3 separate regions of the Mus musculus genome follow, and all the other regions are linked to region 3. Evidence: chromatin contacts called from public Hi-C and HiCAR-type data. All regions are on one chromosome and are shown on one strand. Each heading gives the region's core, a stretch centred on a gene start, on an enhancer-like site or on the middle of the called end of the contact. The rest is flanking DNA. Distances are from core to core; before and after follow the strand shown. Region 1 overlaps Tpm1 (tropomyosin 1, alpha). Region 2 holds the start of Rbpms2 (RNA binding protein with multiple splicing 2). Region 3 holds the start of Fbxl22 (F-box and leucine-rich repeat protein 22).

Region 1 (4,118 bases), core at 1,424-3,923, 520 kb after region 3:
GGCTGGCTTATCACAGTAAGAACCAGTTTCTGCAGGTAAAGGGATCCCGCCTCTCAGAACCACCCACTTGTATCTGAGAAGCTGACTGCTACACCCAGGGACCCAGAGAGCATCCCACGGCCCCGCAGTCATGGCGGGGATTGGGTAAGGCTCTGGGGGACCCAGAGACTGACCTCTTCATACTTCCGGTCAGCATCTTCAGCAATGTGCTTGGCCTCTTTCAGCTGGATCTCCTGAATCTCCATCTTTTCTTCATCTTTTTGGGCTCGGCTTTCAATGACTTTCATGCCTCTGGAAAGATAAGACAAGCAGGAAGACCCGAGATGGCGCGAAGACTGTCACAGCTGTGGAATAGGAAGGAGCCTCCACGCACACAGCCGGCCAAGAGACAGCAGAGAGCCATTTACTTTCCAAAGACAGAGCAAGATTTTCCAGAAAAGACACACATTTCTCTCTGTTCTTGGGGGTATACTGGCAAAATTTCCAGGTCACCTAACCTTAAGTGGAAGGTGCTATGTCGGGATGTCATTTAAATCTGGGTGGCATGGAAATAAAGGAAGCTGGCATGCTTGATTTGTTACATGGAGAGATTCTCCTCCTTCTTCCTGAGGGAAACTGTAGATTGAAATGGGTGGAGAGCTAGGTGTGGTGGCACTGCCTTTAATCCCAGCACTCAGGAGGCAGAGGCAGGTGGGTCTCTGAGTTAGAGGCCAGCCTGGTCTATATAGAGTTCTAGGACACCAGGGCTACACACAGAGAAACCCTGACTAGTAGGTGAGAGAGAGAGAGAGAGAGAGAGAGAGAGAAAGGAAGGGAGAAAGAAAGAAAGAGAGAGAGAGAGAGAAAAGGATGAATAGGTGTTAGAGAAATGGGTGTTATGGCATGGTGTTACAGTAATCTAGAGTTTACTGATTTTCAGCATAGGCAAACCATAAATGGGTTTGTTTCACTTAGCAAAATTTAAGTAAGCAGTTTTAGTAAAGGATTTTTTTTTACCTGAGACAGGGTTTCTCTGTATAGCTCTGGCTGTCCTGGAACTCACTCTGTAGACCAGGCTGGCCTCAGGGTTATTTTTTTTAAAAGACATTGATTTTTTTTTTTTTTTTTTTACTTAGTGTCTGTGAGTGTTTGCCTGCATGTATGTATGTGCACCATGTGCATGCGGTACCCTCAGATGCCAGAAGAGGGCGCCATAAAAACTAAGTTCCATGTTCCTTTTCCTCCAGTCTTGTGTTGCCAGATTGCCTTTATAAGTTCAGTAGCAGGAAGAAGTCGTTCACAAGACTATTGCTATGTGACATACTAAGGCACGATTGGTCACCTTAAAGAACCCTTGAGCTCTTGGCAAGTAAAGAAAAACTAAGTGGTAGTGAATGTCAAGCTGAAAACTTTAGCTAGCAAGCTTCCTTAGCTCCAAAGTCTGCAGCGACTCTGCATACCAAGGAGCAGAGTAGTGGTGGAGAAACGGACCTTCACCTGCCCAGTTCCCAGCAGGAATAAGGCACGCCTGCACTGTTCTGGGTTTATTCTGCTGTGCCACCCCTCACCCAACAGAATGCTCTAGTCTCATGATGTCACACTTCGTGGCTTGCATGGCCGAGTACAGAGAAAAAAAGCCTTGCAGAATGAGTGAGGTCAGTTGTACAGTGTGATGGTTAAAACGGATCATTGGCAGGATCCAGAATCAGCAGTAAACAAGACTTCTGGGCACGCCAGCCAGGGATCTTCTAGACTGGGTGAGTGAGGGTGGGGAGACCTGCTCTTAACTATGAGCAGTACCATTCCACAGGCTGGAGTCCCTGCCTAAACAAAAGGGAGAAAGCTAGCTGAGCACTGGCTATTCCTTGGCAGACTGTGGACTCAGTGTGAGCAGCTGCCTCATGTTTCTGTCACCCTAATTTGCCCTCCAGGATGAACTGTATCCCAAAATCTAAAGCATATCACTTATCTGTTTTACCTATGTCCTTCTTCTACCTGTTTGATTACCATGGTTTTTCCCCCTAGGTCTGAGACATCTTGGTAAATCTATTATTTTATCTTTTTATGTGTATGTATGTCTGTGTATCATCATATGTATGCCTGGTGACCACAGAGGCCAGAAGAAGTCATCAGACACCCCAGAACTGGAGTTACGGACAGCTGTGAGCTACATGTGGGGGCTGGGACTCAGAGTGTGCCCTTAGAAGAGCAGTCAGTACTAAGTGCTAAGCCATCTCCCCAACCTCCTTGGTGTGCATATGTAAGTGTGTCATGCGTGTACACACACACAGGAGCGACATGGTGTAGTCTTACCTCTCACTCTCATCTGCAGCCTTCTCGGCCTCCTCCAGCTTCTGCAGAGCTGTGGCCAGACGCTCCTGAGCACGATCCAACTCCTCCTCAACCAGCTGGATGCGTCTGTTCAGAGAAGCTACGTCAGCTTCAGCCTAGGCAGAGAGTGAAAGACACTTCAGAACTGGGGAGAAAGGGAGGGTGGTACCTTCAGACACTGGCCAGGGCTGAAGTGCTGCTTCCAGACAGGAAGTCTGGGCCCTGGTGTGAGCTACCTTCCAGTTCTGACAAGCCCTGCCTAACCCAAGTGCTCACACAGGAGCATCACGATTGGAAATACACCATAGAGACAACACTCAGCAGATGGCCGGGCCATCTGCAACCCGCACACACGGCTCCCTCAGCTGCTGGGCGAAGGGGAACTTCCTCACAGCTCACTGACGCTGGAGGTATGGAGAGAGACAACAGGTCTTATCCAGACTCAGCCACGGAGTCACCAGCAGGGTGATCAGAAGTTGGAATGCAGAGTTTCAGCATGCTGTCCTTTCTCCGAGTTATGTTCTCAAAGGAGCTTTATAATGAAACTGGATGTTTTAAAAATAAAGTGGTTTAAAAAAAAACATATACCAGAAAAACAGAAACAAAACCAAAAAACCAACAACAACAAAAACCTCAAAAAAAAAAAACCCCTCAAAAAAACAAAAAACAAAAAAACAAAACAAAACAAAAAACCCACCAAAACCAAACCAAACCAATGAACCAAAAAAATATACCATATGGAGATCTAATACAGCCTAGAAACTTCCCCTTTGCCCCACCTTTTAAGTAACCTCTCTAAAATAACTGGCTTTACTGGAACAAGGCCAAGATAAATTTCCCAAGGGTTTCTGACCTAAGCTTATTGGAATGTCTTAAAAGTCAAGGTTGCTACAAGAAAAGTTTCACAGGCCTAAGGAGAAAAGCGATGCAGATACAGTTTTTATTTGGAGTTTAGGTTTAAATGAAAGTGTTTCTTTCTTGGGCAGGCCATGACTGCTTCCTGTTATAAGTACTTTTGCTCTGAGGCTGGGAATACTTGCCTCACTGTTACACGGGCTGATCCCAGACTGCCTGGAAGAGATGGTGGCCCTTGGTAATTAGGTAGCAATTATTTATCCTCATCCACTCTGAATCTATGTTCATCAAAGGCTAAAGAGCCCTTGGGATATTTAGGAGTCAATTTTCTAATAATAGCAAGACACACCACACGCCACTGGCTTTCTGTGTATCTGTTTTTGCTGAATTGTATGTTGCTTAAACTCCAAGACATCATCAGCTCTCTACAGAAGTCTAGGCTCCTTAAATGTCTACAGAGCTGAGCAACTGAAAATACCCTAATTAAAACAACAGAACCTTTCAAAGCTCATGAGAGAATGGGAAACGCACGTGCAGTTAGAGAAAGCTGGTCAAGGCCTTGAGTCACAAGAAATGAGACCACTCAGTTCCGAGCTCATCTAGATCTTCGGTGGTTTTATCTGGAGAAGGGCAATGAACAGGCATCTCCTGCCACTGTGAAGGACTGCAGTATTTTTTACAACTACATGCTGGGCGTGGTGTCGCATACCTTTAGTCCCAGGACTCACGAGGCAGAGGCAGGCGGATTTCTGAGATCGAGGCCAGCCTGGTCTACAGAGTGAGTTCCAGGACAGCCAGGGCTATACATAGAAACCCTGTCTCAAAAAAAAAACCAACCAACCAAAAACCCAAAAAACAAAAAACATAAATATTTTAGACACATTTATCTCAAAGAAAAAACTACAGTGTAGTGACTGGATGCCTGCGGTAGGAAGCAGGGCGAGTATGAAATG
Region 2 (3,833 bases), core at 1,079-3,578, 880 kb before region 3:
CTGGTGTGTCTAAAGACAGGTATAGTATACTCATAAAAAAAATAAATTTAAAAAAGAAAAGTTCAAATCAACCCTATAGGGGTTACCTAAGTTTAGAAAACTGACTGGGTTTCTCCCCTGGAAAAGCTACAGCAGACGACTTCTTCTTCTTCTTTCTTCTTCTTCTTCTTCTTCTTCTTCTTCTTCTTCTTCTTCTTCTTCTTCTTCTTCTTCTTCTTCTTCTTCTCCTTCTCCTTCTCCTTCTCCTTCTCCTTCTCCTTCTCCTTCTCCTTCTCCTTCTCCTTCTCCTTCTTCTTCTTCAGATTTATTTATTGGAAGAGCAGTCAGTGCTCTTAACCACTGAGCCATCTCTCCAGCCCTACAGCAGACTTCTACAGCAGGATCCTAAAAGGAGGGAAGGAGGGAGGGAGAAGGGGGAATTCCTCTTTGGCAAAGGAAGAAGACTTCGCGAGACTTATAGGAAGATTTGCAGGAGGGGAAAGTGTGGTAGAGGTATCTGAGGACGCACAAGATTGAAAACACCTGGAGATGCTGGAAGCTGGAAGAACCTTAAAACTCTGGGAAAGTGTAGCACCTAACCTCGGATTATCAGTGCCTGACTCTTGCAGAAAGCAGGGCCTGACCCAAGCATTAGCACTAGTGTGTGTAGTGGCAATTCTGTGTTACCAATAAATAAGTATAGTCAAGTACACAGGCCCGGGTCACAGTAGGGGTTCAACAATTACTTCCCAAATGGGTGAACATATCATTGGCAAAACCTCCATTTACTTATCCGTGAGATGACAAGTTATCAGGGAGTCACAGCACAGCTCTCACGCATGATGGAGCTAACTCTATTTGGCAGGTCCGCACAGGGAAGTCCCCAGGGACTAAGCCAATGCCCAAGGTCAAGGTTCCTAACTGGTAAGGGGGCTGCAAACCAAGACTTTTTTTCACCTGGACCGCCTCTGAGCGCGGCCTCACGCCCCGAATCCCGCTACCAAGACTTAAGTTCCGTGCTTTGAGTCGGGGCAGTAGATCCCACCGGGAGACACCTGAGCCGAGCCCAATCCGCTCTCCTCTCAGCTATGGCTGCTCAAGGATTATCGGGGACTGCGGCTGGGATGTCTCAGTGCACATAAAGGAACCCATGGGCAGGGGCGCACGAAAGAACCCCAGTGCTCTGGCGGCTCCGCAGGGCAGTCAGGGCCGCTACTCTTCCAGTGCGACTTCAGGTAGGTGCCGGTTTTTTACAGGCTGCTGGCAGGAGACGTCCTGGTCAGCATTTATTCGGCCTGGGGGAAAATCCGGCCCTGAGGCCGCCCCCCCCCCCCCCCCCCGCCACCACTGGGTGGGAGTCTAGGCGACCCCGCCCTAGGCGTCAGCCGGCTCTTCCCTCCCCCACCCTGGGGTTCGGAATTGGAGCGGAAAAAGAACGAGCCGTGAGAAGTCTTAAAAGCGGGGTGGAGGTAACGAACGGAACCTTCTAGGTTAGTCGAGGTACCCCCCCTTCCTGAAGTTAAAAAGGATTGGGCTTCCTTCACCTCCTCTTTTGAGGTGACGGAGGTTGTGAGAGTGAGGAAAGAATTTGTATTCTAATCCCCACCAACTGGGCTGGAATCCTCTGGCCAGATAGGGGAAGTGATTTCCTCAAGGTCACTCAGCCAAAAAAAAAAAAAAAAAAAAAACTCTCGGTGACTTGCTCAAGATCAGGTGTTTGCCGCCCTACCCCTTCCTCGCCTTCACCCCCAAAACCCGGTCCCCGGCTGCTTCGCGCGAAGAGAACCGCTGGCCCGGACCCGACAGGAATTCGGGGCGAACGATGTGCTCGCGACAGCCTACACCTCCACATCTGGGCATGAAACCGGGAGCCCCGCTGCCGCCGCCGCCGCCCTCGCCCTGGCTGGGGATGCAACGTGCGGGTCACCTCAAGCTCCACCCAAGCCCGCGCGGCTCCTTTAAGAAAAGTTCTCTGAGAGAGTTCATCAAAGTTTAAAAAACTTGTCTGGGAGAAGGGAACGGTGGGGTGCAAGGGAGCCGAGTCGGGGAGAGAAAGGGAGAAGGGGGTGGGGGTCGACCAAGGAAGCGGAGTCGGGAAAACGCCGGAGCCAAGGAAGGCAGAAAGGCCGGAGCGTCGCGGCCCGGGCCGGGGCTGGGGACCGGGCCGGGGCCGGGGCGAGCCCGCACTGGGCTGCGGGGATTGGCTGCGCGTTCCCCCGGAGACCGCGCGCGGGGCGGGGGCGGGGCGGGGGAGGGGCGGGCCGGGCCCCAGCTGAGGCCGGTTCCGGCGCCCGCCCCCTCCTCCGGCGCCCGCCCCCCGCCGCCGCGAGCGCACTCGCGGGCCGCCCTGAAAAGCCGGAGGCGGTGGCCGCACGGGCTCCGCTCCCTCGGGTTCCCGGTGCCTTGCCCCTCCGGCCGCCTCCCGCACCCGCCAAACTTAATGTGATCCCCCCCCCCTTTCCTTTCTCCGTAGCCTGACGCGGCAGCAGCCGCTTTCCTCACCAGCTCGCACTCTCCTCGGGGGCGCACGGCTCGCCGTGCCCCTGCCCACCACGGGACAGAGCGTCCCGCTTCCCTCTCCGCGTCCCCCCTCACCATGAGCAACCTGAAGCCGGACGTCGAGCACTGCACGGGCGCGGGCACCGGCAGCCCGCTGGAGGAGGAGGTGGGTGTGCGGCCGCGGGAGCCGGCGCGCGTGAGGTGCACGCGGGGCCGCGGGCGGCGCGAGGTCCTGCGGGCCACCGCTCCTGGCGCCTTCCCTCCGCTGCCCTTCGCCCTGGGGAGGAGCAGCCCATGTCCAGCGGGCGGAGGCGTGCGGCCTGAACTAGCCCGGCGGGGCCGGCATTGTCTCCCCGCCCTCCGGGGCTCGAGGAGGGCGCGCGTCCCCGTGGTGGGCTCGGGGCGCCGCGGAGGTCCTACTCCCGCTGCCCTCCTTCCCCAAGCCCGGTGGGGCTTACGCTTCGCCTGAGGCGCGCCTCCTGGGTGGCCTGGACCTCCGCCCCGACTGTAAGGAGCTGAGAGGGATTATCCCGGTGGGTGCGGGAAGCTGGCTCACCCTCCAGCCTTTCCACCTCGCCCCCTCCCCGTGACCTTGGAGGCCTGGCCGGCTGCCCTGCGCTTAGGTTAGAGCTGTGGTCTCAGTGGGCAGGCGGGCTTTTCGCCCTGTCTCAGAACTTGGGCTTCTTCAGAGAGTTGAGCCGGCAATTTAATTAAAGTCGGAAAAGAGAGAAGTTAGAAGCCTTGAGTATCCCCTGTTCTCGCCCTTTGACCTAGTAGCCAAGCCAGTACCCCACACTGGCCAGGGTGGGATCTTCCAAGGAGAGGTGACATAATCTTGTCCAGCTGCCCTATGCAGAAAAAGAGGTTATGAGACCGCGTCAAGGAATCATCACTGCTCGTGGTTTTATCGCCTGGTGAGGACGACGTACTTGTGGGGGATAAAAAACCTTTAAGGTAACTTCGAGTGGAAACTAGGCAGGCCGGCTCAACTACTATGGGTTCTAGGCTCCTAGGGAGCTCTTTAACGTATGCTGTGTCACTCCAGGGCTGAGAGACCCTTCCTGCCCCGCCCTGGCATACTTTTGCCCAGGAAACCAAGGGCCAGTTATCCAGCCCTAGGGCCCTTCCCCTTGGTCTGGGGTAGAAACCGCAGAGGCCCTGATGTTTCTTACTGGTTGTGCTAATGAGTTGGTGCAGAATGACCCACTGTTGGGCTGGGCCAGCAAGAGGCCTGCTACCAGCTTCAGTGCACCAGTGGCATGACATCTTGAGACATCTTGATAATCTAGGTTTGGATCCTGGAACAAGGAGGCAGGGAATTATATGCAATGATTCACTCAAACGATGGAAAATGG
Region 3 (4,019 bases), core at 709-3,208:
CCTGCACCTAGCTGGGGCAGCTCATCTCCCTTGTGCCTGGGAAGGTTTAAATTTAAAGTGTGCTGGACTTGGTACCATTTCACACGCCGAGCCCATGCCTCCCTCATCATGCACGCTACACCTACTACACCAGTTTTGTGAATGAGGAGACTGGCTCCCGGTGGCTCAAGTGACTTGGCAAGTTACTCGTGATGGTTATGAAGGTGCATTTAAGCCCTCAGCATATTGCCTGATCTGGCCTTAAGGTTTAGACTGAAACCCAACTAAGGCAGAAGAATTCAGAACAGCTGACTCTCTTACACCCCCAGCTCATTTTACCTTTCTCAAATTACTGTCACTCCATCCTCTGGTCCTGTGATACAGATTTTCTCATTTTGCAGAGAAAGGTATGAGGTGGGCGTTTAAACATTTGGTCTGAGGTCAGTTATACAATATCAGAACTGGAAACTCAATACCTTTGCACTTTCTTTGACACTGGGGACAGGTGCTTAGCAGATCCTGTAAAAATCGAATCTTGCTGGTTTCAGGGATTAAACCTGGTTATCTTCCAGCAAGAATGAACCACTGTGGGATTGTAACACACAAACACACACACACTCTGCCCATAACCTTGCAGCCTAGTGAAACCCATCAAAATGGCCTTGCCTGGTCTTGTCAGAGCCAAGCCCAAATCCAACTTGGGAAGAGAACAAGTGAAAGGCAGGCCCCTGTAATTACTTTCTGTGGTGAGGCCAGCCCACAGTGGTACTAACCCTAGATGGCAGCAGCTAGCAACCACCCATGCTTCTTAGCTAGCAGGGAGCTCTTTCTCCTCAGCAGCTGGCACAGCCATGTTGGCCATAGCTTCCCTGCACAGGAAGGTGTGACTGACCCATTTTGTGGCTCAGCCTGTGCAAGGGATTGGGGGGAGGAGGGAGGGATGTGTGGCATCAAAAGATCAAATAGGGGATTTTTCAGGGCATCCCCTATTACGGTTTATCTCAAATTCAAATATAACTGGGTGGTGTGTATCTTACTTGCTAAGATCTGGCAGTCCTACACTGGCACAGCACACTATGTCTCAGAGTATCCCTTATGCCCTGACAGTTGAAATCCATCCCTGAGTGCTGTGCAGGACAAGTGTGTTCCCCAGAGGAGACGCTCACTGCTACTTTGCATAGGCTTTGCTTCAGCTTACCTGAGCACCCTAGCTCTCCTTCCTTAGCAGCAGTTCTCAGGCCTCGGTAACTGCATTCTTGTTTGAGGAATGGTGTTTATTTTTGGCCAAATTAGAGGCCTGAGCCAACTGATGCCTTTGGGAGCCTGACCTTGAAAATCCAGGCTCAGCTGAACCCAACCAGGCCTTAATGGCTGCCAGTGAAGACAGCTGCTCCAAGGAGCCGCTGAACCCAGCTGAACTCAACTTCATTTGCCACAGCAGCATTTTTAGGAGCTGAGAGTGAGCCGATTTAACCCAACTCTTTGGGCACTGGTTGTCTGCCTTGGTCTCAATCTGAGCCATATTGCTCTTGGAATGTGTGCTTCCCAGCCCTCCCTGGAGCCAGGGCCAACAAAGCCACAGTGCTCAGGGGCAAGGTGGCCTACCTGTTGCACACCTGCAGGAGGAAATCATTAACCAGGCTCTCGTGCTGGCTGCAGATGCTCCTCTGGAGGGCGCTCTTGAGCCAGTCCTCGATGCTGCACACCTGCACACGGCTGGAATGCCAACAGATGGACAGGCTGCGCAGCGCAGGGCTCAGCCGGAAGTTGTCTTTCTTGAGCTCTGCGAGAGAATGGAAGTGCAGCAGGGGCCAGAGGGTGGGGTCCTCAAACACATCTCGGAGCTGGGAGCAAGTCCTGGAGAGGCTCCTCCGGCTGTCCTTGTCCAGGAAGGAGAAGAGACACAGCAGACACTCCCGATTGAGCTGGGTTATGTGCATGGTGAGTGGTGGCCGCACGTGAATGCCCAGAAAGGGTCTGACCTGCCTCCTGCTTCCTCCCCAGATCAGGACTGGTGGACATATATGGTTGAGGAATGGTGTTTATTTTTGGCCAACAACTGGTGCTGAAGCTCGGGGTGGGGAGGGCGGGTGTCAGGATCCAGACTTACTCGAAGCCATCTGTGGTTCGGCTTATGTTCAGAGGGCCTGAAAGTCCTGGCAGAAGAGCAGCCCATTGAAGTTACAAGTTTTCCTTAAAAGGGATTTCTTTTCCTCTGAGCTGATAAGTGTTGAGCACAGGGCTCTTGGCTTTTACTAAGGTGTTTTCATTGGAGGTAATTAGCGACAACAGCCCTTCCTGGGCTTGCAGCCTTTCTCCTAGCAGGACAGTGAGTATTAGCTGTTAGGTATCAGAGTGTGTCGGTGCGGCTCCTCTGCTCACCCTTGCTAGGAAGAGGTCATTTTTACCATGCCCCAAACTGTGAGTGGAATCTGAGGATCATGCTTGGTACTTTAGCTCAGGACACTAATGGCTACCTTGCAAAGATGAGCTATCTTTAAACCCCAATGGCAAGGCCCAAATGGCTCCATTTTTACCCTAAACTGTCATAAGATTCATCTGAAATGTTATTTTAAAAGCTAGCACGTGTGTGTGAGACAGACAGACTGGTGCATGTGTTCTTTTTCGTGGGTGATTTGCAGAGTTTCATTATCTGTCCTAGATAGCATTCCCCAATATGTGAGGGTGGGCAGTTTCTATTTTTGAACACTTAATTGAAGTGTAAATAACTGGAAGTGAACTGCAAGTCTGATGGGTTTCAATGCTTGCACACAGCCCCCAGCTGCCCTGCTTTTTAGGAAGCTGTGCTGCAGATCTGGAAGTATGAAGCTGCTCTAAGTGCATACAACTTGGTGGAAACCTAAGACTACTACAGCTTCCCCTGAAAGAACTCCACAGAACCCCTTAATGACTACTCCCCTTTCCTCCTGCCCATGTAGGCTACAAGACTGGCCCCTGATGGCTGTTGCTCTGCCATTTCTTCTTCCTTCCTCTCCTCCTCCTCTTTTTTTTTTTTTTTTTTTTTTTTGGCTTTTTGAGACAGGGTTTCTCTGTATATCCCTGGCTGTCCTGGAACTCACTTTGTAGACCAGGCTGGCCTCGAACTCAGAAATCCGCCTGCCTCTGCCTCCTGAGTGCTGGAACTAAAGGCGAGCGCCACCACTGCCCGGCTTGCTCTGCCTGGAAACAATCCACAGAAGAGCCCAGCTGGTGAGGCGGGACTAGGATGTGATTCGTCTGCAGCCAGAATGAATGGTAACGTGCACAATGACATCTTGGCATCATACAGACTACTAAGTCTTAATGGCCAATGATCTTGGCATGGCCACCACTCCCTTGAGGGCTACTGCCCAGTGGTGACAGTCACACACACATGTGCCTCCTCTTTCCTGTGCTGTGGCATCTTCTCGGGGCTGTCAGAAGACCCATGCTCTGGAAACAGTTCCTACCTGAGCCTTTCCAAAGCCTGGGCAAGAGGTGACTTCAGCAGTTGGAGGACCATGAGAGAGTTTAGGGGACGGTAGAGGTTACAATGGGTTAAACATATAAAGTAAACCAAAGAAGTGAAATAAATCTGAGCAGGTACCACAGGTGTGACACACGACACTCAACCAGGGCCAGCGCATATGACTGGTTTAATTACATCATCTGCCACTACACACTGAGTAGAATACAGTGGATAAGCTTAGAGTTCTCCACCATGGAGAGACTTGTGTTGCCACAAACTGTTTCTATCCCCACCTGTGTGGGAGGACTTGGAGTTTCCTGTTGCCATGGGCTGACAGGACAGGATATGCATGAGGCCCTGCCTCAGCATACGCTCTGAGCAAAAGTTGCATGCAGGTTAGAACACACGTGGGAAAGCCCTAGACAGTACAGAGAGAAGCCTGTAACCGGTGCAGTAAGGCTAGATTTAAAACAAATAGGCACATGTACTTCATCATGGGTGTTCAGATGGGCACTGCATATGGGTGCAGTCACTTTCTCAAAGAGTCTTCATGGTGTCACTCAGCCATTGCTGCTTAAGTAAAACCAAGCAA

Evidence for each region. Hi-C and Micro-C count contacts between places; a contact is called where the count stands out from the background. HiCAR-type assays count read pairs that join an accessible place to other places.
Region 1: a contact with region 3 is called in a Hi-C map of the G1E-ER4 cell line, with 2.5 times the contacts expected there. The contact joins the enhancer-like site here to the promoter of Fbxl22 in region 3. A contact is called at or near these places in 7 of 39 promoter capture datasets (the C10 cell line, embryonic stem cells, hematopoietic stem and progenitor cells and 3 more), 11 of 484 Hi-C or Micro-C datasets (CD4 T cells, CD8 T cells, the G1E-ER4 cell line and 4 more) and 6 of 115 datasets of contacts at active chromatin or transcription factors (embryonic forebrain, embryonic stem cells, forebrain and 3 more).
Region 2: a HiCAR-type map of astrocytes shows a contact between it and region 3, with 2.0 times the contacts expected there. The contact joins the promoter of Rbpms2 here to the promoter of Fbxl22 in region 3. A contact is called at or near these places in 1 of 39 promoter capture datasets (liver) and 1 of 115 datasets of contacts at active chromatin or transcription factors (astrocytes).

Annotation. Positions count from the first base shown.
Region 1 is chr9:67,033,703-67,037,820 of GRCm38.p6, forward strand. It overlaps Tpm1 (tropomyosin 1, alpha), which reads right to left. Exons shown (of 10, transcript NM_001164248.1): 3 at 2,293-2,426; 4 at 174-291. Among named protein-coding and RNA genes, the nearest start is that of Tpm1, 13 kb to the right of the region's middle. Within about 2 kb of position 2,674, at least 92 of the 459 cell types and tissues checked have an H3K27ac peak or open chromatin away from gene starts, as enhancers often do. A contact at or near this core is called in the G1E-ER4 cell line, cerebral cortex, forebrain and 2 more, where this site is marked.
Region 2 is chr9:65,628,254-65,632,086 of GRCm38.p6, forward strand. Rbpms2 (RNA binding protein with multiple splicing 2) reads left to right here and starts at 2,329. Exons shown (of 8, transcript NM_028030.3): 1 at 2,329-2,644. The coding sequence starts at 2,576.
Region 3 is chr9:66,512,635-66,516,653 of GRCm38.p6, forward strand. Fbxl22 (F-box and leucine-rich repeat protein 22) reads right to left here and starts at 1,959. Exons shown (of 2, transcript NM_175206.4): 1 at 1,585-1,959. The coding sequence starts at 1,919. Usp3 (ubiquitin specific peptidase 3) reads right to left here. Exons shown (of 15, transcript NM_144937.4): 15 at 2,005-4,019.